Linked DNA regions of Mus musculus: region 2 is linked to region 1. A link is a contact called in public Hi-C data. All regions are on one chromosome and are shown on one strand. Each heading gives the region's core, a stretch centred on a gene start, on an enhancer-like site or on the middle of the called end of the contact. The rest is flanking DNA. Distances are from core to core; before and after follow the strand shown. Region 1 holds the start of Mocs2 (molybdenum cofactor synthesis 2). Region 2 overlaps Itga1 (integrin alpha 1).

Region 1 (6,885 bases), core at 979-3,478:
ATTTTTAGATTGGAGCTCCTTTTCCAGTTTATTCAAGGGTGTGACCGGTGGACATTTAAACTAACCTGCACAGCAGTAATGTGCAGTAGTAATGGTGGGAAGTATTTACACAATATTAATCAGACAGGAAATGATGTTACCTGTGCATTCAAAATTTGTTTAGCAAATCTAATGAACATAGACCCTGACAGACATTTCTTGGAAAACATTTTGGAAAAGGGAATGAACATTTTTGGAAATACAGTCATTCCTGAGATATCTTCCTCAAATAAATAGATCCTTTTGTGAGGAGCCAAAATGTTCTACATTTCTAATATCAGAGTTTAGATTCTTTTTTTAAATCTAGAAATAAGGCGGAAATGTCTTTATCTAAATTTATGTCTGTATTTTTAACTAAATGGCATCTCATTTAGTACAGACTGAGAAAATAGTGACTAGATTTTTTTTATAATAAATTGTAACTTAAGCAAAACAATAACCTTGCTACTAAAGAGGTTAGGCTATTCCTAGTAATTTATTATGTTCCATTCTAATTACCCACTTATGTAATTAATGAGTTTGTAACTAAAATAACATTAAAGTCTTCAGCATAACATGAAAATATCCTGGTATTAGTCTGGTTTGCAATCAGAACTTAAGATAGGGCTGTATTTTTTTTTTTTATTATTTGAGTAATGAAGAAAAAAATGAATAGAAACTGGAAGTACTAGAGGCCAAAAACCTTGAAAAGACTCACTCCACTAATAACTCAGAAAGGAGACAGCGTGTTTCCCCAACAAGATTTGGAATAGGCTGACAAAGAATTTTTTTTCTTTTTAACTAAGCTATTAAGTTAAATCCATCAACAGAAAAACCGCAGGAAAATGTGTGCCATTTGAAAACATTATTTCTTTTAACTTGTAAAAGAATTTTAAAAATTTTTACTGTTCAGTGCTGTGGATTGTGACTTTACACTAAGCAACATCTCAGCCCTAAGAATCTTGTAGAATAAAGAGGATATTTTCAAAATGAATGGCATTATCCTGATGTCATGGTCTCATAATTGGATTTTTAATATTTGAATAGAGTAAAACATTATTGAGCTTTGTCTTTGTCCTTGTTAAGATTTTATTTCTTATGTGTGTGGGTGTTTTGCCTGTATGAGTGTCTGAGCACCGCCTATGTGGATGCTGGGAATTGAACCTGCGTCCTCTGGCAGAGCAGCCTAGCACAGGCTTAACCCTGTCTCATCTCTGAGTCCACCAAAGGAAGTTTTTAGGAAGAGCTCTTAGGCAATTTTTGAGGTCCCACCTGCCCTCTCCGCCCCCAAGCAGGAATGATAGGCTCTAGCCTTTATATGCACCAGTTTGTTTGCAAAACCACATTGAACTATGCATTGTTTCTTAGCCTATTGAAGATATTGCTCATTGCTGTCACTGGAAACGACCCAGGAGCCCAGAGTGACTGTCAGTTTCCTCGTTTACCTAACAGCATGTGGACATAAATATTTAACCTTAATGTTTAGCAACCTTATCAAAATAAATGTTGATGCAAATCATAATCGGGCTTATTACTCCCCTCTGCCCACCCTTCCCCTTCTGCATTTCTATTTCTTCCTTGAACTGAGTACACCCATCTTGCCAACTATTTTCCTTCTGGAAATTTATTACCCAATTTTTACGTTCCCATAGCTTGACACAGAACGTGAAATGTCCTTTCCTTCCGTATTTGTTACTATTTTGGCAAATGTATTTGGCACAAGAATCTCCTCGGTGAGACTTCCTACAGCAGGTGACCCAGCCACGCCCCCCGCCACTCTCAACTGAAAGGTAAGGTTTTTACTAAGATTACAGTTGGAACACAGTTACGGTTAACCCGGACTGAGCGCCCAGCGAGGGCCACTTAAATCCACGTACCCACGCGACAACTAAGGCAGAGATGTGTACCTAGGAAGTCTGGATGGGGTCGCTGGCTCAGAAACTCCTGAGCGCCTAAAACACTGAAGTGACAGTCAGATACCGTCTCCACGCTGCGAATAAGAACCCGGATCCCACACTGGATGGAGGGGCCGCATAGGTTAGCCTGGGGAAGGCCACCCTGCCGGGTCACACAAGAGGTCGCAGCACTGGGATCCAAAAGCAGAGTAAACTTTTGTGGGTGCAGGAGGCGTGGCGGGGCGGAGCGAAGTGTACGCAGGCGCAGTGTCCACACGCCCGGGGTTGAGCACCACCCAGAAGGTGGAGCATCCGGCTGCGCATGCGCTCTGAGTCACCGGCGCCTCTAGGGGTTGGAGAACTGGCTTCGCGGTGTGTAGCGGGATGGTTCCTAGGTGCCAGGTAAGAGTTGGTTCGCGCGGCTGGGGCGCCCCTTCCTCTCTAACTCCTCCCGGGTTCCGGGTCTTGCGCCTGCTGCTCGCTGAATGTCAAGTTCTGTCCCCGAACTCTGGTGTCCAGGTCATGGCCTTCACGACCGATTACCTAGACGGTTTTTTTCCCTACCATTCCGGATGATTTATTTTGACACTTTTTAAAATTAAAACGCTCCTAGTTAGGAATTATTGTGAGGAAATGCGCATCACCCAATGATTGACAGGCTCAGGATAGTTTGCAGCAGCCGTGATTATTGTGGAGAGACCGAGTTGTACTGAGTGACAGGTGAGACCTTGTGCACAGTCAGGTCCCTTAGTTCCCAGGCTGATTACACGGGTTTGGCCTAGAAACTACCAGTTGATCCTGTAATTCAAGCCCATTTGCTTTGCTGCATGTCAAATGTTCTGTGTTTTGTAACTCAATCGTAATGTAGGACGGAATCAAAGGTCATTTGACCACTGTGAAATGAAAGCTAGGCCTTTGCTGACTGGGTTATTTAATTTACTTGTGTAATCCACCCCCTGACTCAGACCTCTGTCTCTGCTTCGCGGCTGATGGAAGAATCGATTCCGTGTCAAGTCAGACTTAGCATGTTTTCTAAGGAAATTTAGTAGGATTTTAATGCTGCCACACAAGCTTGAGATTGTGAGAGGTCTGAACAGTAGGCAGAAATCAGAAGTGATTTTAAAGCGTTTGTCTCAAATATGAATCTATAGATATATGGAAGTGTTTTGTTTGTTTGTTTATGTTTTTCGAGACAGGGTTTCTCTGTGTAGTCCTGGCTCTCCAGAACTACACTCTGGTAGACCAGGCTTGTCTTGAACTCACATAGATCTGACTGCTTCTGCCTCCCCAGTTCTGGGTTTAAAGACATGTGTCACCACCACCAGGCCAATACTGAAGTTTTGTGAGCCATTGCATTTGGGGAGCGAGGAGCCTTCTTGGTGCGGGTTATTTAGACTATCCTCTCTCCTTTCAGATTGACGTGTTGTATTTTGCAAAAAGTGCTGAAATAGCCGGAGTTCGCTCGGAGACCATTTCTGTGCCACAGGAAATCAAAGCGTCAGAGCTGTGGAAGGAGCTAGAGAGTCTCCATCCTGGGTAGCTAACGTTATAGAGTGCATATGATGAACATGTAAAGGTTTCTAAAATGTGTAAATTACGTGTGAGTGTGCGTATGTGTGTTCTCACACAAGAGTACTAGTTCTTTTAAAATTCTTGAAAATTTAAAACTCTGGTATTTAGAAACATCCAAGTACCACAAGGAACACCATAGATAATTTACTAGAAAAGCAGTCAAGTGGATGCCCCCTAGATATGTTTATGTAATTTACAATCATTTTTCTAATTTCTAAGACAGAAAAATGCAAGTTCTGCCTTTTATAGCCTAAGATGAAAAATTGAAAGATGCTGTTAAAAAGATACATTATAAACCTTTCTGTCCTTTTCTCTCTTTTAAAATACTCAAAAGTTTCTGAGATTGAAAGAAAAATGAAGTATAACAGACCCTACATGCTTCTGAGCTTGGGTTTTATAATATTTGAAAATTTCTCACTGGCCCCTGAAAATCTGAAATGAAACTTATTATTTTTCCCTGAAGCCCTGTCGGGATGAGCTATAGAATGGCTGGACACTGTCCCAGGAACACGAGTGGTGCTGCTTCAGCCTGCGGAGAGAGGTTTCCCCCAGAGCTCTGCTCTGTGCGGAAGGTGCTATACCAGTAGCTCCCAACCTGTCGGTGGCGACCCCCCCCCCAAGGGGTCGAATGACCTTTACACAAGGGTCACCTATTAGATAGCATATCAGATATTTTCATTACGATTCATAACGGCGGCAAAAATGACAGTTATGAAGTAGCAATGAAGTAATTGTGTGGCTGGGGGTCACCACGATGTGAGGAACTGTATTAAAAAGGGTGGCGCCGTTCGGAAGGTTGTGCCACACTGTGTGCTCAGAAGGGCTGCATGCTTCTCCCTGGCTAGGAACCACTCAAGTCACCTTTTCCCTCTGTGAAAGGTTGGCAAGCCCTTTGTGCTGTTTCACCTACCTGTAAGCCAGCAGCCGGCTTCATACGAAAAGGCTGTGTTCTCGTTGGGAAGTTTTTGTTTTGATTTTTTTTTTCTTCTTTTCTCCAAAGTTTTGAATATAGGTCTGTAAACTTTTCTGTCCTTTTCTCTTCTTTAGAATACTCAAAAGGTTTCTGAGGTTAAAGGAAAAGCGGACGGAGAATAACAAACCCCACGCACTGCTGAGCTTGGGTTTTATGATAGTTCCTATCTTCCCACTGGCCTTAGCTTTAGAGTAACCTCACATATCTTTGGGGTCAAGTGTGTTCTACGTAGTGAGAGTTAGGTCAGTACCTTCGTGAATGAAGTATTACTTAATGCAGCTGAGGAGGTGTGAGGAGCAGTTCACAGGGTCTAACCAGGGCCGTTTCTCCTTCAGGTTGGCTGATGTTAGAAACCAGGTGATATTTGCTGTTCGTCAAGAGTATGTCGAGCTTGGAGATCAGCAACTCCTGCTTCAGCCCGGAGATGAGGTTGCCATCATCCCGCCAATCAGTGGAGGATAATGCATCTGAGCCATCTGGGTATGTGGTGAAGGACCAGCCTCAGGATACCTTGCGCATGGTTTGCTCTTACTGTCTATTCTGTGTGAGGCTGACTGCACCAGTCCTTTACCGAGGCAGCAGCAACTGGGATTTCTATACTGATGCTAGGTTGTGATGAATACTGTCTACCGTCTCCCATGACCCCTAGAGTAAGCAGTTTGATGTGTTCATTATATTCATTTAACATTTCTCATTGAGATCTTATGATGCATGTGTTTTGATGGTGGGAAAACAAACTCAGAGAAATTTTAAAATACCTTGTCTTTAGGGACTGGGCAGGTGCCTCCCTTTGTGAAGTGCTTGTATGAATGAGCATGAGGCCTTATTAGGGACCTAGAACCTCTGTAGAAGCCAGATGTGGCAACACATTATTTTAGCCCCAGCCCTGGAAGGCAGAGACAGATGGATCCCTAAGGATGTGCAGGCCAGTGAAGTCCAGATTAACTGAGAGACTCTTGTTTCAAAACATAAGATGGAAAGCAATTGAGGAAGACACCAGTGTTGCCATTTGGCCTCCGCCTAAATGTGCACAGTGTTCAGGTTCATGAACACACACACACACACACACATACATGCACATACAAACGAAAGCTTGTTTTGGCCACGTGTGGCCACACATGGCCTTTCCTCACAGTGGCAGGACCAAAATTTGAATTTACCTTTGTAGTATGACCTTGTTTACTTTTTAACAAATGTGGTTGCTTATACCTGATAATAGCTTCCCTGGATGTAAACTGTATAAGTAGGAAGTTAAAAGGATTGTCCCTGAAGAGACAGTCAACTACTGTCCAGCACAGAGGAGCAGCTTCTCAGCTGTGTGGTCGTGGGACTCTCGGGTCAACTTAGTCCATGGAAGAGTGGGATGCGTATAAACATTCTTCAGGGTAGTGTGGGAGCGCCCGGCTAAGGACTGAGTCAGAATAGCTTGTTTTATTGTCAACTGAAGAATAAATACACTGCAAGGTAAACTGTTTTTGAATAAGAACTCTTTAAGGTATAGATAAAAAAAAAAAGAGATAGGAAAGAAAAAAGATCTCCCGAAAGCAACAGTAAATATCCTTCACAGAAGCAAAGGTTCAGCCCCATTAAAGACAAGCCAGAGATGTCTGTTTTCTCTGCCTCCCTTTCCTGGAAAGCTGTGTAGCAGGTGCCAGCATGTTCACACTTAGGGAACTTTCTCAGGCCTGCTGTCTGGACACTCTAGGATTCCCTGTGGAAGATATATCTTAGTTTCGTGATCACATTCTGATCAGCCTATTTCAGAGTTAATTCAGAGAGCAAGCATACTGCTTTTAAAAGCCCACGCGTGTGACTGCAGCAATTCAGAAAGGTGAGAGCGATTGTTAATAGGATTGTACAATGTTTGAGTGAGCTCAAACTTTGAGTCAGCCTGAGTTATCTTGGTTGGTGTTAGAACCCACAAGCCATGTTTGAGTTGTCTTTACAGTCAGAGGTGCGGGAACTCAGTATGGTTGGAAACACGATTTGGGTTTGGTGTTTTCAGAAAGAAAAAAAAATGATGTGTCAAGCAACGGTTCTTGGCCCCTTTGGGATCAAACAACCCTTTCCCAAGGGCTGCATATCAGATGTCCTGCATGTCAGATATTTACAATTTTTAACAGCAGTAAAGTTAGTGATGAAGTAGCAACAAAGTGATGTTATGGTTGGGGTCGCCACAGCATGAGGACCTGTACTGAAGAGTTAGGAAGGTTGAGAGCCACGGTGTGACCTGTACTGAAGAGTTAGGAAGGTTGAGAGCCACGGTGTGAAGGGTGTAAGTTCCTCAGGTGGCACACAGAGAAGGTGAGAAATCCGGGTGCCACGTGCTGGTTTGCTTTTTGTTTTTGTTTTGTTTTATTTTTGTTTTTTGTTTTTGTTCTTTTTTTTAGCTGGAGATAGAGAAACAAACACTGAGTTAAGACTTCT
Region 2 (7,013 bases), core at 1,719-4,218, 150 kb after region 1:
CATGGATCTACAGGTCTGTACTGATGTGAATTCGCATGCTCCTGTGGATGTTTGAGGAGGGGTGGTGAAATCTGCTTGCAGGCAGAGGCCAGAAGTCACACTTGGGCATAGTTCCTTTTGCTTTTGCAGATGGCATTTTTTTCCATTGGCCTATTAGACTAGCCAGAAAAAGCCAGAGAGCCTGGGGGTGGGAGTGGGGAGACAGAGTGGGTGTAGGTGTGGGTGGGGACCTTCTGTCTCCACTTTCAGTGCTGGGACTATAAACACATAACAGCCACATGCCAATATGCATAACCTTTAAAAAAGATTCAATTTCTTCGTGTATAAAGGTATGTCTCTGTGTGTGTCTGTGTGTGGGACCACACACGTGAGAGCTAGTGCACTCAGAGGCCAGAAGTATGGGTACTGGAAACTGAACCAGGCATGTAGAATGCAGATGCTAAGCTATCTTTCACCAGTTCACAAGCCGAACTGGGTTTTGTGTGTCTTGGGCGGGCGGGCTCGTGGGGTGTTACTTGACTTGTAGCTGAGCACCTTACTAACCGAGTGATCTTCATAGTCGGGGACTACACACTTAATGACTGAGCACTAGAGGGCTTAAAGGAGCAAATGATGAAAAATATGCATTTCCATGTTAGGACGTTAGCCAGGGCTGTGGTCCGCCAGGACGTAGTTGCTAGAAGACGAGGTAAGGGGTGGTATGAACAAGTGATGGTGAAAGCTGCTGTGACTTTGTGTTTTCCTGAACACCAGTCATTTCCTGGGTGGCAACCACAGAAGCTCCGCACCTGCCCTGAGGTGAGAGTAAATCAGAGGCTTCTCCAGAGGGGAGCCAAGTATTTAAGATCCACCTTCTTCCGGTTCTCCCCAGCCGTTTGTCAATTGGCTCGCCTTCCTCTCAAAACCCGCCCCTTCCCAGCCAGCTGTCTTCTTTTTAAAAAATGTTTCTAAAAGTCTATCTTCCAGATGAAACTACCTTGATCGTAACTTTTCCACTCAAATTCTCCAAACATTAATTTTACTAAGGGAAGCAAACTTAAACAAAGACGATCTTAGCCAAGAATTGAAAAACGAAAAGTAAGTTTGTGACCCCCCTAGACCTTCTATAGGGTGTTGCTTTCCTGTTTTGATTTCTGAATTATAAATTCTCCTTTATAGAATTAACCTAGTTCAATACCCTGTGGCAAGAAGTAGGTGGTCAATGCATAATGTGGAATAAGTGTTGAATAAACAAATGAATACCGATTAATAAAAGATTAAAACGTAATGCTACACCAGTCCTCCTTATCCACAGGTCTGGGTGCCTGAAACATGGCAGTAATGAGTGACAGACACGAAGTTTTGTTTTATCCTATTTGTACATTTTGATGATGAAAGTGATATAAATTAGTAAGAAATTAACAATAATGACTAATAAAATAAGATTCTCATAACACTGTGTTATGATAAAAGTTAGGCAAGTGAATTTTTAAAAATTTCCCAGAGTATCTTATTATATATACTGCATTATATTTTGATGAGCAGTTGATGGATCCTGGAGTTTTCCAGAGAGAAACCAACTATGGGGAACTACCATATTCCCATCAATAAGTTATGCTGGGTGGGCGACAAAGCTGTAAGATGAAGACTCATCAGCAATGGGACTTGGACATCGTGTGAATCAAATAATAAAAGGCATGTCCTTGCTTCTCATGGTTTTTCTTCCAACTGTAGTATTTTGTTTTATATGTTCTCTGAATTTTTTTTCTAAGTCAAGTATTTTACATGTTTCAAAGGAATCATGATCCTATACCCTGTACTGTTCAGCCAAAGAATTTATTTTTAAAAAATGCAGAGGTTTTAGAAACAATGCTAGTTGTATCTAGTTGTTCGCTCCTTGATAATCTTGGGGTTGGGGTGGGGTGGGGTGGGCATGGTTCACTAAGTCTCCTTACCTTTGTTTTAACATTTACAGGTGTAAAATGCAGTTACAATGTATTGCTATAAAAGTTGTAAGGACCACAGAATGGAATCAGTTAATATCTACTCAAACTCTTATTCAGAATATTACTGTCTTTGCGGCCCTGAAAAACATGCAAACCTTGTCTGTAACTTCATTCCTCGTTTAGAGACTGAGGTGTTCAGCGAATATCTTGTGTCTGTATGGATGTGGCACCTGTCAATTAAAAGAAAACCCTATGGCCTATTGGAAAGGGTAGACTAGAAGGTGGGACATCCGGGAGGCAGAAAGAATTCTGGGATTTAATGTTAGGCAGATTTGCCCTGGGAAGATGTGAAGAGCTGGATGCATGGTATCTGAGCACAGGAAATCAGCCATGGGGCAAAGTCTAAGTTAAAATAAATGGGTTAAGTTATGATCTAGTCAGATATTATAAATATATTTTGAGAGTGGGTCTTATTTCTGGGAGGAAGAAGCAGACCCAACTTCTACACTAAGGGTCATAATAGCAAGGATGCTTGGAAGCAGGGTGCTTAACAGAGTTCCTGGGACATGGTAAGCACTTACTAAGAGCTAGCTCCTTCTGTCTGTCATAGAGTCAGAGTTGCGATTGTGCAGCCTTTCCGGAAGGCGTTTGAACTAACTAAACATACATGGCAAGACAGCCCAGAGTTTGTTAGCTGACCGTTTGTGGGTGGCAAAGACAATCGTAGAAGCTGTAAGTAGGTATCAACACAACACTTTCTGGAAATGTTTTTATTTTTCTATCTGGGCTTTTTCAAACTAAGGAATTAGAAACAGGTGGGTGAAAATTCCCTTTTGTTTGTTTGGTTTAAATAGAGGTATGAAGTCAGTGGAACTCATCCTAATATCAGCCTGACTGTCCTTGAGCCCTAACGTCATGCCATATGAGCTCAGTCAGCGCTCACACTAATTAGAAGGACATCATCACACTAACTAGGAGGCATCCTCAGGCACAGGGTGAATCAGAGGTGCTTCTAAGCCAGGAAACCAGTCTGTGCCAAGCACAATGTAGAAACCAGGCCTTGGGTACCACAGTGTGGCCAAGCCAGGTACTGCAGAGAACATTGGCCCCTAGGAACTTCAGAGGATGCTGCTGAGTGTGAACTGTGTCTTGGAGCTTTGATAGGGAAGGATCATAGAGTCTGTTTATGGAATCCAAAGCTGCTTGGGCATATTCTCCCTGGAGGAAATCTCCCAAAGAGGAAGTTTGTCATCACAGAAAACTCAGGAAGGGTGATAATAGTTGTAGCTCAGCAAGAAAAAAAATTTCGCTAGATAAAAATAATTCTACTGTTCATACAATAGAAAAATGAGTATGTAGTTACAGTTTTTAATTTTTGCATGCTTTATTTAAAGAGGCAGTAGGTAAAATGTTAATGCAAGAAAGAATTATAATTCCATATTTAATTGAAAAAATATTGAATTCAACTTTTCTCTGTTATTTTGTTTTCTGATAAATTCATCATAAAAGCTATCATCATGGCTTGTTTGAAAATAATATGTTCTTACATTTCTCACCCTAGACCATCTCAGTAAATATCTAAATTAACTTGAAAGAAAACAAATTACCACCTTGGTGTTCCCAAAGGATTTTGGTATAGGGGGTCTCTGAACCTTATGCTCTTCATTATACTATTTTACTATTGTATTGCATGTTCCTTATACAGCCACACAAAAGAAAATATGTTGTCTTTTCTGTTTATACACCAAAGAAGCATTTTATCTTTAAGACACACAGAGTGGCTAAAACAAGGTTCATCTCAATTATGAGTCTATTCCTCGTATGTCCTTCATTGATATAGGACTTCAGACTACTTTTGCCATAAAACTAGGTTTTTGTTTTCCTTTCTTTAAAAAGTAAGAGATAGACTTATTACAATTTTAGGTAAATGTTAAGTTAAATGGTCCTTAGTAATCTTCCCCTGTAAAAAGGATGCCCAGGGATTTTGGATATATGTATCCCCAATCGAGGCACATGGTTTTTCCTTTGTGAAAATGAGACTCTGTAAAAATGAGACTCAATGTATGAAAGTCATTTAAAAAAATCTCTCTTCTCACATGAAAGCTTGCACTTTATTATGTACGAGAGCATCAATAACTCCTAACTTATTTTGCTCATTGTCTCTTGGTGGTTGGAGTAAGCATGGGCAGTATCCATGGCGCTTACCTTCCACAGAGCTAATATAAGCAGCATTAACAGCAGGAGTCCCGCAAAGGCGCTCAGGAGGATAACCCACAGCGGCACTCGGCCTGGGAGCCCGTCTTTGGATATCTGAATAGCCAGCTGAAAATTATTAAACACGGTTGTTAACGCTGATAAACACCCATCAGAACTCCTGGAACACCGAGTCCGGGTGGGCTTTATTTTTCTACCAAACAGTGTAATTAATCTCATTACTGTATACAGAGAAAACATTTGGTTTACGTTTGAGAATGCCTTTCATTTACTCACAATGTCCCATAATATCAAATTTATTATGACGAAAATGTAGAGCAGTTCGAAACAGAGTTTTACAACTTAAATGGTACGGCTCACTCAGATGGGATTTCTAAATGTTCCCAGGACAGGATGAGAAAATCATGCTTTTGTCTAAAATAAGTCCTTCGGCTTAATTTTCTAAAAAGTCAAGGATAAAATACGTGTACTTTTACCAAGGACTCAGCTTGAATGACTTCATCTTTGTTTTGGATTTTCCAATGACTAAGTGAAGGAGTTTTAAAACAAATTGTGTGTGTGTGTGTGTGAGAACATACATACATATACAGTTCTAAATATATACACATATATTTAAATACACACACACACACACACAGGCATTTTCTGCAAATAGATTTTACAATGTCTTCTGAGGAGGAGACGATAAAGTCAAACATGGCTGGTGAGTTGTAAACATGACGGCTTTCCTAGCTTCTAAGGAATAAGACCAAGCCTGAAAATCACATTAGAAGCCGATGGAAATCAAATCCATGTCTGACATGAGCGTCCGTTCAATCGCTGCTTACACCCCTGTATACGATCATAAAACACCCTGGCCAAGTCTGCATTTAAATGCCGTAACGTTTCCAGACGCGCAGCCGCACTTACCTCTCGTTTCCGGTTGCTGCTGCTTAAAGTCAGCGATGAGTTTTCACTCTGAAGTTCTCCCCGTATGGTAAGATTTAAGCTGGAAAAATGTGCCTGAAAGGCAGGTGGGGTTCGTATTAATGCTCCGCGTTAACCAAGATGACGGTAGTCATGTCTGTGCGGCACAGTCACCACACCTTCTGCAGTCCCCCATGTAAGGTCGGGCAAGATCAACCCAGCTGAAATTCCAGTACGGACTGGGAGAGGCTCCCGAGGTCTCACCTCTAGCTAAGGAACTTAAGGGGTTGGGAAAGTCGCTTTTCTTTCTTTCTTTTTTAAAAAAATATATTTTAACATAAAAATATAGTTCCATCATTCCCTTGTGCTCCCCTCTTTCCAGCCCTTCCCATAAACCCCCATTCCCTTTCAAATTCATTATCTCTTATTCTTGATTGTTGTTATAGATGAAGAGATATAAAACACAGTCTGGTAAGTCTATTTAGTATGGCTATGCATGTGGCCAGTGGTGCCCCCCGCGCGCCCCTCCCCTCAACTAAGTAGATGACCTTACATCATGAATATGGCGTGCCACAATTGTATTTGGTGGATTAATAAATACAAATAAATAACAAGTTATAAAATGAAGACAGGATGTCTGGTGTAGCTCTTGTAGGGGCTGGAAGGGGAGTGAGGTGTAGATAGCATCAAGATCTATTGTGTACATGTGTGTAAGGTTTGAAAAAGAAAATAGAAGAAAACTGAGATTGTTCTGTGAGATTAATACACTTGTGACTGCGGATACCTCTTTCACTTCCCGCTGCCCCCATCAAACCGTCCCTTAGATCCTCTTTATAGAATGAGACCGAAAACTTCAATATAACTTCCATTCAGATTTTTCTCTAGAAAAGCGAACTTCGGACTTACCTGCATCTAGGTATGTATGGGATAGCTACATTCCAATAATGAGGACTATGCATAGGTACTTATTAAGGATTGTGCATGATACAATATTAAACCTTGATGACTTACATTGTCATCTTAATAGGGACAAACCTAAAATTCTTAGGCCTATATGATCAACTAAATATTTCTTTAAAGAAATGAACAGCCGGGCATTGGTGGTGCATGCCATTAATCCAGCACTTGGGAGGCGGAGGCAGGCAGGTTTCTGAGTTTGAGGCCAGCCTGGTCTACAGAGTGAGTTCCAGGACAGCCAGGGCTACACAGAGAAACCCTGTCTCGAAAAACCAAAATAAATAAGTAAAAATAAAAAAGAAATGAACAAAAGTTACAAAGTATAACAAACTATTTTAAAACGGCCTGCATTCGGCTGGATGTGGCTTTGTAAGGGATAAAAGAAATACTTGTATAGACCGTCCAAACACAAATCACCACTCTTCTTATTCAAGCTTTCTACTTTGTTAATCACACCAAGGAACGTCATTATATCATCCTCTGAATCCTAACTCGGTCCCAAACTACTAATAAGATAAGCACAGACCTCAATAACGGAGTACAGTGCAAAGGTTAGCGATGAGAGAGCCCAAGAGCTTTGCATCTGACGGGGAACTTTGGAGGAAACTTAATGATTGGCAGATGGGGAAGATGAGCCCCGCACAGTGTCACATTCTTGGACACTCCCAGCCTCCTGTTCTTTCCAGGGCAATGCTGTGACTTACCCAGCTACTGCATAGTGAACTAGCACTTACTTTTATGAAAGTTGGTTTCCACAAGATGAGTGAGACATTCACTTGACTCACATCCGAGGGAAGGAGATGACACGTGATGGTAGCAATCTTGCAGGTACTGCAGTCCTGTTGGATGGTTAGAGATACACGTTACAGTGCTTGCGGTCTGATCACAGGCTCTATATTAAAATGCTTCAGATATATATTTCTAGGTTGGCATGGGATAGGCTGCACTTGGAAAGCGTAAAGAAAAAATTAACAGAACTTAGTTTACCTGGATTGTGCCTCTTTTGAGAAC

The links. A called contact is a pair of places that touch in the nucleus more often than the background predicts.
Region 2: a contact with region 1 is called in a Hi-C map of neural stem cells, with 10 times the contacts expected there. The contact joins the enhancer-like site here to the promoter of Mocs2 in region 1. A contact is called at or near these places in 27 of 39 promoter capture datasets (the 3T3-L1 cell line, 3T3-L1-derived adipocytes, the C10 cell line and 18 more), 8 of 15 datasets of contacts at CTCF or cohesin (CD8 T cells, the G1E-ER4 cell line, the NIH/3T3 cell line and 4 more), 277 of 484 Hi-C or Micro-C datasets (the 63-12 cell line, the AML12 cell line, the AtT-20 cell line and 140 more), 49 of 115 datasets of contacts at active chromatin or transcription factors (the 230-238 cell line, CD4 T cells, CD4 single positive thymocytes and 35 more) and 6 of 9 other capture datasets (adipose tissue, embryonic stem cells, embryonic tail and 3 more).

Annotation. Positions count from the first base shown.
Region 1 is chr13:114,816,009-114,822,893 of GRCm38.p6, forward strand. Mocs2 (molybdenum cofactor synthesis 2) reads left to right here and starts at 2,229. Exons shown (of 6, transcript NM_001113374.1): 1 at 2,229-2,315; 2 at 4,794-4,938. The coding sequence starts at 4,841. Gm34790 (a long non-coding RNA gene) reads right to left here and starts at 2,216. Exons shown (of 3, transcript XR_382937.4): 1 at 1,926-2,216.
Region 2 is chr13:114,961,468-114,968,480 of GRCm38.p6, forward strand. It overlaps Itga1 (integrin alpha 1), which reads right to left. Exons shown (of 29, transcript NM_001033228.3): 25 at 6,990-7,013; 26 at 6,737-6,841; 27 at 5,049-5,141; 28 at 4,131-4,247. Among named protein-coding and RNA genes, the nearest start is that of Itga2, 33 kb to the left of the region's middle. Within about 2 kb of position 2,969, at least 146 of the 459 cell types and tissues checked have an H3K27ac peak or open chromatin away from gene starts, as enhancers often do. A contact at or near this core is called in the AtT-20 cell line, CD8 central memory T cells, DN3 thymocytes and 25 more, where this site is marked.